Regions from separate parts of the Mus musculus genome. Here regions 1 and 3 are each linked to region 2. The links are chromatin contacts, called in public Hi-C and HiChIP or PLAC-seq maps. All regions are on one chromosome and are shown on one strand. Each heading gives the region's core, a stretch centred on a gene start, on an enhancer-like site or on the middle of the called end of the contact. The rest is flanking DNA. Distances are from core to core; before and after follow the strand shown.

Evidence for each region. Hi-C and Micro-C count contacts between places; a contact is called where the count stands out from the background. HiChIP or PLAC-seq counts read pairs in DNA pulled down with a chosen protein or histone mark.
Region 1: a contact with region 2 is called in a Hi-C map of cerebellar granule neurons, with 2.7 times the contacts expected there. The contact joins the enhancer-like site here to the promoter of 1700108J01Rik in region 2. A contact is called at or near these places in 3 of 39 promoter capture datasets (cranial neural crest, frontonasal cranial neural crest and liver), 11 of 484 Hi-C or Micro-C datasets (3T3-L1-derived adipocytes, brain, cerebellar granule neurons and 6 more), 7 of 115 datasets of contacts at active chromatin or transcription factors (embryonic forebrain, embryonic hindbrain, embryonic midbrain and 4 more) and 1 of 9 other capture datasets (embryonic stem cells).
Region 3: an H3K27ac HiChIP or PLAC-seq map of embryonic stem cells shows a contact between it and region 2, with 4 times the contacts expected there. The contact joins the enhancer-like site here to the promoter of 1700108J01Rik in region 2. A contact is called at or near these places in 2 of 484 Hi-C or Micro-C datasets (embryonic stem cells and nephron progenitors) and 10 of 115 datasets of contacts at active chromatin or transcription factors (bone marrow-derived dendritic cells, craniofacial prominence, embryonic basal ganglia and 6 more).

What each region holds. Positions count from the first base shown.
Region 1 is chr14:122,383,301-122,386,951 of GRCm38.p6, forward strand. Clybl (citrate lyase beta like) reads left to right here. Exons shown (of 8, transcript NM_029556.3): 7 at 898-1,022. All of the region lies in intron 2 of Gm5089 (predicted gene 5089), which reads right to left. Among named protein-coding and RNA genes, the nearest start is that of Gm25464, 3.0 kb to the right of the region's middle. Within about 2 kb of position 1,616, at least 4 of the 459 cell types and tissues checked have an H3K27ac peak or open chromatin away from gene starts, as enhancers often do. A contact at or near this core is called in cerebellar granule neurons and cerebellum, where this site is marked.
Region 2 is chr14:122,231,835-122,235,508 of GRCm38.p6, forward strand. It overlaps 1700108J01Rik (RIKEN cDNA 1700108J01 gene), which reads right to left and starts at 1,804. Exons shown (of 2, transcript NR_015532.1): 1 at 1,622-1,804. The region is part of intron 1 of Clybl (citrate lyase beta like); the gene reads left to right.
Region 3 is chr14:122,432,984-122,436,603 of GRCm38.p6, forward strand. All of the region lies in intron 1 of Gm5089 (predicted gene 5089), which reads right to left. Among named protein-coding and RNA genes, the nearest start is that of Gm5089, 16 kb to the right of the region's middle. Within about 2 kb of position 1,493, at least 13 of the 459 cell types and tissues checked have an H3K27ac peak or open chromatin away from gene starts, as enhancers often do. A contact at or near this core is called in embryonic stem cells, where this site is marked.

The sequences.
Region 1 (3,651 bases), core at 366-2,865, 150 kb after region 2:
TATTATTATTAAGAGTGTTACAATTACATACAATCCTTTGAGGCTTGTATATGGATGGTGCTTTTATTTAAAACCCTTAAACTTCAAAAAGAATAAAAGATTTTTGAAGGTATTTCTACATAGATACAATTTCCTTTTGAAGATATTTCTACATAGATACCATTTCTTATCATTTGAAGACAAAACAACTCTCATACTATCAGGAGAAAGGGAAGATCCAGATATATTTTGGAACAGATAAATTTTCTCTAATCTTTCTATTTAAAAAATGTGAAGTAGAGTAATCTAGATGCCACAGTATTCAAATCTGCCTTTTAGTTTAGACATATTTTCATTGAAATTGACATGTTTAAAATAACATGCTCAAAAAAAATGAAATGTATCATTCCAAGGCAGTGTTTGGTATTGATATGATCATAACATCTACTGCGAGCTGAACTATAACTGTCTGTCTCTGGTATATGAGCTATAGAAAGCACCACAAGCCCCCCCCCGCCCCTCCCTCCTGCAAACAAGCACTAGACAGCTTAGACAATTTGAGAGAATTCTCATTTAATTTCACTCTACCTTTAACTCAAAATAATGGATAACTTGCAGACATTCTCCAGTTAAAATCCAAGGAAAGTAGTTATTTAACAAGCTGCCCAATCTAGCCACCTGTAACTAAAAATGCGAGCTTTTCTACGCTGGAGGCGCACGTCTACGTAAATCTAGAGTGCAGTAACTCCCATACTTGTGTTTGCTCTTATGTGGTTTTCTGGGAAAGTGTGTCTGATTGCAGGTCTTACTTTGTACTGTTCAGTTCCTCAGCACCCACTCTATGAAGCATCCAGGGATGTCCCCAGCTGGGTGCATCTGGCCTGCCCTGAGCCTCCAGTGTGGTTGCTCTCTTTGCAGGTAAACAGGTGATCCACCCTAACCAGATCGCAGTGGTACAGGAACAGTTTACTCCAACCCCAGAAAAAATTCAGTGGGCTGAAGAGCTGATTGCTGCCTTCAAAGAACACCAGCAGCTGGGAAAGGTAAATGTTTTTGTTGATACCTCGATTTGAGTGGTGCTGGAGTTTAAAATATTACAGACAAGGATGGTTTAAGGAAAACTCATTACATTTGGCAGGAGAAACGGGAAATGTGGAACGGAAATAAAATTTATCAATGAGAAAATTGCGGAAGGTAGACAACTATTCCTTTCCCTAAATATCTCACTAATTGGTCCCCCTGTCTCGTCTTATTTATTTTCTTCATAAGCTGTATTGGCAGTCTCAGAATAGGCTCTGCCGTGTCGTCTTCGACACGGCGCTTGTATGAGAGTGATTTCAGATCAAAGTAGGAGCGCGTTGCAACGAAACAATCACAGTTTGACCACATGGTTCTTGTGGAGAGAAGAAATAAATTTCAAGTTATTTTAATTGGGGGGTGGGGAGGGGTGGGGTAAAAGAAAAAGTCCTAACATCTCCTCGGGTTTAGTCATTTAGGAGTAGGAGGTTGTAGATGGATTTGTACCGATTTCTGGACCCGAGATTTGGAAAGAATGAAAGGCAAATTAACACTGGGTACGGTTGTTCTAATTTAGTGCTTCATTGAGCCTGGCGTTTCCCGCTCTGTGGGTTTCTGCTATGTAAATATTGCGGTGGTAATGCACAATCTGTCTCCACTTTGTGCCAGTAACACTTAAATTAGGTGTCGCCTGAAGGAAGATTTTATGCTAGTTGCAGCATTGTTAGTTAATTATCTTAAAGGTTATTTGCAATAATACCGTTTGCCTCTTTTTCAGAGGGATGGGGGGACGTTGCTTTTATAAATCTGTCCTGGAGATAATCTCACCTCAGCCCGTGACTTCTGTAAGGAATGGAGTTGCCATGCCCTCCACTCAAAACTGCTTAGGAGAGGAAGGGTGCTAAAAGATTAGTAAGGTCCTAGATGTTAAATACTCACCCTTGTGAAAATAAATAAATAAAAACACAGCAGAGAAGCAAAATCTGGTTTTCAGTGGTGGGTCTGTGACACCCATGTGAGAAGTGTCCTTTACATGATCCCTGGCTGCAAGGACACATGAAAGTCCCACGACTTGGACAAATGGGTGACAACATTAAGTAGGTCATTCCCTGTGGATGTCTGCCTTCAACCCTGACCAAGCATACCACCTCCCTCTTCCTCTCCACCCCCTGCTCCACACACGGACTAACCTTTGTACAGACACACGCTTAATATCCAAAGGCAGAATATCTACATAGGAAAGATCCTATTTGGACAATATACCAAATTTACGAAAAATAGGGTTGGTTTGTTTTTTTTTTTTTCATTTCATGTCAATGGTGGCCATCAAAAAATTATCTATTTCACAGAAAAGTAATTTTAAGTTGAAATTGTATTTCACATTTGTTTCTGTATTTCAATCCAAAATGAGGATTGCAGTAAATGAACATATTTACCTAGAAAGAAAAGCTGTGCAATCTTTAATCCACACATGCGAACCCCATCATGTCCTTCCCACATACCTGTATGTATGCAGAAACACACACACACATATACACACACGCACAAGTGTACACACACACACGCGCACACACACACACACACACACACACACATTCACTCTATGTATCCTTTTCCTCTATTCTGCCTTATACCAGCGGACAGTGTGCAAGCAGTAAATGCATATTGAGAGAGTAAACTGAGGCAGCATGTGCTCCCTTGAGATGGATACCTGGCCTTATAAGCAGATGGTAAAGGTTAACCCACACACACACACCTCACCAGCTCCCAAACAAAAGTCAGACCAGAAACACTCCCTTTCTGCCTCTTAAGTTCCTGAATAAAGACTACAAACTGTGCCCCACCCCACCCCACCCCACACACACTTTTTCCATTATATCTCGAAAATATTATTCCTAGGGAAAATTGCCCAGGCCTTTGATAATGGTGATGTAAATGTTAAATCTGGGCTTTTTTTCCCTTTTCATTCTCCAAATAAGAAGTGCCCCTCTTGTTGGGGTATAATTAGGGCATTCGCTTTCACAACAGTGTGGCAGGCCAGCTTTCCTTAACACAGAAGCCGGCATTACCTATTAGGTCATTTCTCCTATGTCCACTTTGTGGAGGTTTGATTTCCAACAGCAAATGGCCCTGGTGCTTTTTGTCCAGAGAGGCTTAAATGACTCAAGTAATGGAGCCTCCGGTGGGGACATATGGTTATTTTATCCAGTTAGCATGATCCTTTCACTGCGCCTATAAACTAGCTGGCCTCAAACATTGGGCCTGCAGGTAGGTGCCTTGGGTCTTGAGGGGCTCGTGTGGTTTAAATAGTGTGTGGGTTATTTTGGCAGAGATCCCCTATAAAAAAAGCTCACGGCAGTAGGAAGTATCACCTCCAACAAACATTTCATCTGTCTTAGTTCAAATGAGTACCATTTATGAAAAATACGAACTCCCGGATATTTTGTCCAAAGCACAGATGACTCCCAAGGCTGGAAAATGGATGGCTTGCGTCCTGGTGAGGTGCTCATGAGTTTCCCCGAGGCCCTATCCCTCTCCTCTGATGAAAATTTCATTTAATTAATTCCTTTAAGTAGAAACAGTCCAAAAAGGCACTACGATGTACCCTTGCTTTTCTCCCACCCCCGTCTTCAATTACACCGAAGCGTGGCCAGA
Region 2 (3,674 bases), core at 554-3,053:
TAAAGAAATGATAAATGCCTATGTTCTTCGCGGGTATTGTGCCAGCTTTTAAAAAATTGCCAGTGACTTGTATGTTAGCAAAAACATGTGATATGAAAATCTCTAAAGGCTTTGACTGTGAGACTGAGTTACTCAGTACCTGTAAAAAAAAAAAGATGACTAAAATTAATAATGAATATGGTGATAATGAGCAATCTCTCTTCTGGTTCCAGTTGCTTGGAACCAGATTGCTCTTGGTTTATGACAGCTTAGTATCCACGGGTTTGTAAAATACTGTAATGTGCTGCATAACAGTAGCATAACAGGAAAATTAGCCCCCCTTTATTTTATGGGCCAAAGTTCTAATCACCATATTGATCATGTTGAAGAGGAGCAGTGTTTTCCAGTTAAAGGACAGTCTGATTAAAATAGGATTCTTCAAAAATGTCTTAAATGCGGAGGATACATTTATTCTTTTTTAAAGTACCGATTAATGACATTTTCATAAGTGTACGTAATGTACATTAGACCCACTTAGCCTGCTATACTATCCTTTCTCACCCTCCTAGATTTCTTTTGGAAATGATTTTTCTTCATTTGTTAAAGATGAAGTGGCCACAGTATATATCTGGGTTTTATTTGTTTTTGTTTTTTGTTTGTTTGTTTTGCCACTATTTCAGAAACAGAACCATGTCAACAGGCACAGGGAAATCCAAATGATGTTTCTAGAACTTGTTTTACAGCCTAAGCAGGCAGAGAAGCATTCCAAAGTGGCCAGGGTCAGAAACAGAAAGGCTAGGGATGGGTCCCCCCTCTGCTTAAAGAAAGAAGAAAAACATAAGTCTCATGGATAATTAAAACTGCCTGAGTGTTTCATGAGTATTTTTCACAGCAATATTTCCATAAAAATATTTTAGTTGAGGGATACAGAGAAAGGATTAATAATAGAAAGAAAAAATCCCATTTTATTATATATATATATATATATATATATATATATATATATATATATATATATATAGTTTTTAGTCAATATAGTTTTCAGTGGGGACAAAAACAAAACAAAACAAAACAAACAAAAAACCCTAAAGTGTACTTTCATAGGATAACCCGAAGAAACATCTCCACATATGGTCCCGAAGGTTTACAAAAATAAACTGGTGGAAATGACCATGTGTGTGAAAAGAAGTCCGTTTGGAGTTGCTCGGGGACCACTGTTAGGATCCAGTGGCGCTTCCAGTCCATCAGACATTGTGATAATCAAGTGTACATTTTCATTCAGGGAGTTTAGAGAGAGCATTATTCTATATCCCATAGAATAATGTTTTCTTTAAACAACTCTTAACATCAAAATGGCAAAACTGTCGGACGGAGGCATGTTAGATAAAACAGATGGGATTCTCAGATCGTGCACCGTTCAGCCGTTTGATGGAATTCGCGCCACCCTGACCAGCGAGCCCAGATGGCGCTTAAATCTGTCACTCTTTAACGACCCTACTGTTTTTTAAAAATATTTTTATATTGAGCTCATTCAGTTTAATCTGAGAGATTAATCATTTCCAAGATCTGTCCGGGGAGGGCTGGCTGAGGGCTTTCTCTTGCCAGAACGGAAGCAGGAAGGATGGCAGAGGACAGGGCCTACCTGCTAGCCGAGTCCTGGACTGGAGGCCCCTGTGGGCTTTGGGACATTCACAGACAGCAGGGTTGAGAAGCCCACCCGGGGCGTAGTAGCAGTGGGGCTGAGGGAGAAAGGAACAGACATTTGGGAAAGGCCTGGGGGGTGGAGGTGAATACTGACGCATCCAGAAAAGCCGTTGCTGTTGCCAACCTCCGCGTTCTGCAAGGGGTCTGGAACTGGCTGGGTGATGCCGGGATGGCCCTCACTACAAAGGGTTGACCCGGTGGGTGTACCACCTGGAGCAGACCCCCCGGTGGAAGAACCTCTCCAAGATGGTTCTAGAAACAATCCGCTTTACACTGGGACTCTCGCCAATCTTATAGGTCTTCCTCCCAAGGGCTCCCATCCTCCTTTCTTCTTAAATTTCGGGACAGTGATTTGTGCTGTGAGACGCTGGCTAGCCTCTCCTTCCATGTCCCTAACCTCATGTATGTTTGCAGAGTGGCTTGCAATTGCTGACCTGCTAGGACTAAGGGGGAAAATAAATGTTTTTTCATTATGCAGTTGTGGTTTTTATCCCCATCCCCCGCATCTGATATATCAGGCGTCAAAATATGTTGCAGAATTTACAGCATTAATGTGAAAATTTCTATTACCACTAAAAGGCTACCAGCGATGGTCATACAGTCACACAAGTAAGGGGGCCCTGCTGCCGAAAGAAAGATGCTCTCGGCTATGTTTGGGTGTGGCAAGGCAGCACTTCTATGGGTCATGTGACTACCACTTTTAACTAGGGGTCTCCTAGAGGGATGCTGATATGCCCGGGTCCAAGTGTCCTATGCCCACCCAAGTTTCTGCCTATTGAACTCACATGTTGGAGTTTTGGTTTAGGATGCAGGTTCTTTCTAAGCGAATGGGTTTGGTGGAGACCCATCAGAGAGGAACAGAGAAGAGAGCTGTGTTTGGGAGCTTTAGGGTTTCTGGGGACTCAAGGTCCAAAATCATAACGGCAGATATGAGGGTGCTCAGGAGGCAGGACAGAAGGGTTGACACAGGTTCCAGGTCAATCTGCTCTACTTAGTGAGTTCCAGGCTAGCCAACGGTACATAGTGAGACCTTGTTTTTCCATAGGCTTTGATCTGTTCTGAGCAGAGCACTGAGCACTTAATATGCTGATATTGAACACGTAGCAGCCTGGGTTGCAGCAACATGCACCTTATGGAAGGACCCCATGGCAGTCCTCCTCAGGAAGCTGAGCCTGCCCACAGGGAGCTCCCTCCGGAGGAACGGAAAGGCCACCTGCTGTCTTCTGCAGCAGGATCAGGGTGTGATGATAATTAGAACAATTAGAACGATTGGACTCTGCACGTGTACCGGTTTCAGTCTACAAAGTATAAAATAGGACAGGTTATGGGAGGCAAATTGTTTCCACACTAAACGTTATCTTGATGGGGCCAAGGGGGATGGATGGCCAAGGGAATGGCCTCCTCCTTGCTGTGTAGGCAGGAGGCTCAGTTCTTGATCAGCAACATTCATGTACAGGAAAGGCACAGCTTGTACACTGTGACCCAGCACTGAGGAGGTGGAGACAGAAGATTCTTGGGACTTGCTAGCCAGCCAGGTTCACTTAGAGACTCTGCTTCAAAAAATAAGGTTGGAGCTGGGCATGGTTTTTATCTCAGCATTCAGGAGGCAGAGGCAGGGAGATCTGTGTGAGTTCAAGGTCAGCCTTGTCTACATATTGAGACCCAAGACAGTCAGGGCTACTTAGTAAGGCCCTACTTTAGGGGGAAAACAGGTTGAAAGTGATTGAGAAAGATACCTGACCTCTAGTGTGCACACAAGAGTGCACACACACATATAGTGTGCATATACACAGATAGCATATAGCATATATACAGCACAACACACACACAGATACACATGCTCACATAGCATGCACACACAGTGCACACAGACATACACATACACATATACAGTGTATAACACATACACGTACATTGCTTACACGTATGCACACACATACACAGCACATACAATGCACACACATACATATATACACAGCACAGAACACATA
Region 3 (3,620 bases), core at 243-2,742, 200 kb after region 2:
ACCCCTTGTGGTTCTTCATCTCTCAGTCTTTTGGATGTCTCATAAAACAAAGGAGAAAAGGACCAAAATGTGTGGAACCTACGCTAACTACTTAGAAGAGATTCCTTTTGTCTTAGAAGGCAAACAATACAGACTCAGGTGCCTGGTGGTTGTTAGAAAATTTCCACCAGAGGCCAGAGGGTCACTCTACATAGCTGCACAACTTCCTCTGCATGTATATATAACTTCGATGCATGGTAATTAAAGAAACTGACTTTCCCTTTGCCAAAATGCACTCTGCTTCCCTGGACTACCCGGTCAGATTGTGAGGCACCATAGGAGGAAATGAGCCTGAAACATGCTACTCCCCCTTGCTCTTCTTTCTGTCACAAACCTTTAAACTTATTTTTATATTTCTTATTATAATATATATCATAATGTAACATATAATATACAATATATAATATATATTATATGTATTGTGTATATGTGCCATGATGTGAATGTGAAGGTCAGACAATAACTTTTGGGAATCAGCTCTCCCCTTCCACCATGTGCATCATAGGGACTGAACTCAGGTCACCAGCCTTGACAGCAAGCCCCCTCACTTACTGAGCCATTTTGCTGACCCTAATTATTTCCTGTGTATTATTATGGTTTGTATTTTGAATGTTCTCCCAGAGACTCATGTGTTTGAACATGTACTGGCAATGTCTTAGGAATACTCTGGAAGTGGGGAAGCCGGAGAACGTAGGCCATGAGAGGCAGGCCTCTGAAGCCTGATGATCAGAGTTGGATCCCTGAAACTCACATACAAGTGGAGGGAGAGAACTGAATACACAGTTGTCCCGTATCCATGTTCGTGTTGCGACCTGCACACAGCGACCCCCCACCTCCTACCTCCACCTCATTATGCACATACAGAGTAACAGAAATTTTTTTTTGTTTGTTTGTTTGTTTTTCGTGACAGGATTTCTCTGTATAGCCCTGGCTGTCCTGGAACTCATTTTGTAGACCAGGCTAGCCTCGAACTCAGAAATCCGCCTGCTTCTGCCTCCTGAGTTCTGGGATTAAAGGTGTGCGCCGGGTAACAGAAATTATTATTTTTAACTAAAGAAGCATAACAAAACACACTAAGGTTTAGCATATAAATAATCTTCAATGGCTAAGCTTTCTTATTCAATTCTCAGCTCAGCACAGCCATCACCACCTTTGTTTGGCTCCTCCTTTTACGTGCTCAGCCATCATTACAAGGGTGACTTCCACCTCATAGATGACTGAGCACTTTTTACAAGGGAACAACCAGGCTAAGCTATCTGTCAGGTGGTAGCAAAAGGCAGTGGTTCAGGCTCACCGAGGACTTGTTTCTACCAGTAGATGCCTGGAGAAATGTGCACACCGCTGGGTTTCCAGAAATACAGAGAAAGGATCCGGAAAAGAACCTTTCCCTCGGGCTGGCCGTGCCGCCCCGTGCACATAGGCCTCTTTTATGGAGCTGAGGGCGGTGACGAACAGTCCAGCGAACCAGCTTTCCTGGACCCAGTTATCCCCTCTTCTCTCCACTGCCCATGGTGGTTTATTCCTGTTCGATAGCTAACCCCTTCCCTTCCACCTTCGATGCCCAGTGTAGTTTGTGGTGGGATCTCTGAGGCGCACAAAGTACACTGACTGCGGGGCAGAACCTCGGGACCCAGCTCTAGTCAACAAGAGAACTACCTGGGCGAGGCTGCATTTTTGTGCTTTTTAGAGGATTGACTACAGTTAGCTCACTTCCTCCAAGACCTCTCACACCTCTGCCTCCTTCCCCCTCCTTTAAAGGAAAAATGCCTTTTCACCTTGCCTCCACATCCTACGTGCTGAGGTCACACTTGTGTGGCACCACACCCAGCTTCCAGCTTTCTTATTTTTTATTTATTTAATTCATTTTTTAAATTTAATAATCCAGATTCTTGGCAATCTGACACATTGTGTCCTTACTGCTATTTGCCTACAGGAGATGTGATTATGTAACTGGATTGTACATTATCCAAACAGTACCTTACTGACATATGTTTGAGTTATTTCCAGATTTTAATTACCATAAATCATGCCATGGTGTTGGGAATCAAACCCTAAATCCCTGGCACCCTACCCCCAGCCCTTTCCATTCCTTTTATTCCTGACTTCTCAGAGAATCTGATTTGGGAAGATATAGCAACCTTCTCAGATTAAAAAAAAAAAAAATCTACATTCAGGATGGCAGAACTTGAAACCCAAACAGATCCCTCAACCCTCTCTTGCCACCCATCTAGCGCCCCTTTCCATTGCCCACTATAGAGCTGCTTGCTGAGGGACAAACATAAACCCTATAATCAGGGTCACTCATGTGCACTACATGTGCAGTCAGAGTCACTCATGTGCATTTCATGTGCAGTCAGGATCACTCATGGTGCTACATGTGCAGTCAGGGTCACTCATGTACATTTCATGTGCAGTCAGGATCACTCATGGTGCTACATGTGCAGTCAGGGTCACTCATGTGCATTTCATGTGCAGTCAGGATCACTCATGGTGCTACATGTGCAGTCAGGGTCACTCATGTGCATTTCATGTGCAGTCAGGATCACTCATGGTGCTACATGTGCAGTCAGGGTCACTCATGTGCATTTCATGTATAGTCAGGGTCACTCATGTGCACTACATGTGTAGTCAGGGTCACTCATGTACATTTCATGTGCAGACAGGATCACTCATGTGCATTTCATATGCAGTCAGGGTCACTCATGTGCACTTCATATGCAGTCAGGATACACTCAGTTATTCACTACTTATATCAGAGATGATAAATAATCTGGCATGAAGTAAATTTAATTAAAATTACCTTAATTGAAAAAGCTTGTAGCTCATAAGTAATTTGTACCTATGAACAAAAGCTGTACCATCCAATATGGCCACCAGACACATGCGGCAAATTAATTCAAGTTAAATACATACAACTCAACATATACTACACAATTTCAGTGCTGCTGAGGGCCTCCTCTAGCTCTAGTCATCTAAGCAGCTGCTTTTCTGATGACCTCCTGGGTCTCCTAAAGTATTACTGGAAGCATGACACGGTGGGAGCTTGGGCTTACCTACCAATTGATTGCCTGGTATTGTATAATACAAGAGATGCCCTGCCTCAGCTTTGTCTATAAAAGACAAATCCCCTCCGGAGTCTGTCTTCTCATCAAGAGCATCTATGCTGTGGAAAACAGATGCAGGCACCTTTTCTTCAAAAGTGTGCTCGTGTGGCATGGTATCAGTGTTTCTTTCCAGAACTGAATTTATAATCTGTAAGGCGCAGAGGCACACATATCCACGCATGCACGCAGAGAGGCAAACATGCCCACAGTCAAAGAATGAGTGGTATGAACAATGTGTGAACTAAACAGGCATGGTGGTCCGTGCCTGTATCCGAGCACTTGAGCAGCTGAGGCAGGAGAATGAGTTCAGTTCATCCTCAACTACGTAGCAAGTTCAAAGCCAGCCTGGGCTGACTATGAGAGATTCTGTTTCAAAAACCACAAAACAAACAACAACAAACAAAGAAAACCAGGCTGGGCTCAGCAGGTGAAGTTTCTTGCCACCAAATCTGATGACCTGAGTTCAGTTCCTAGGAT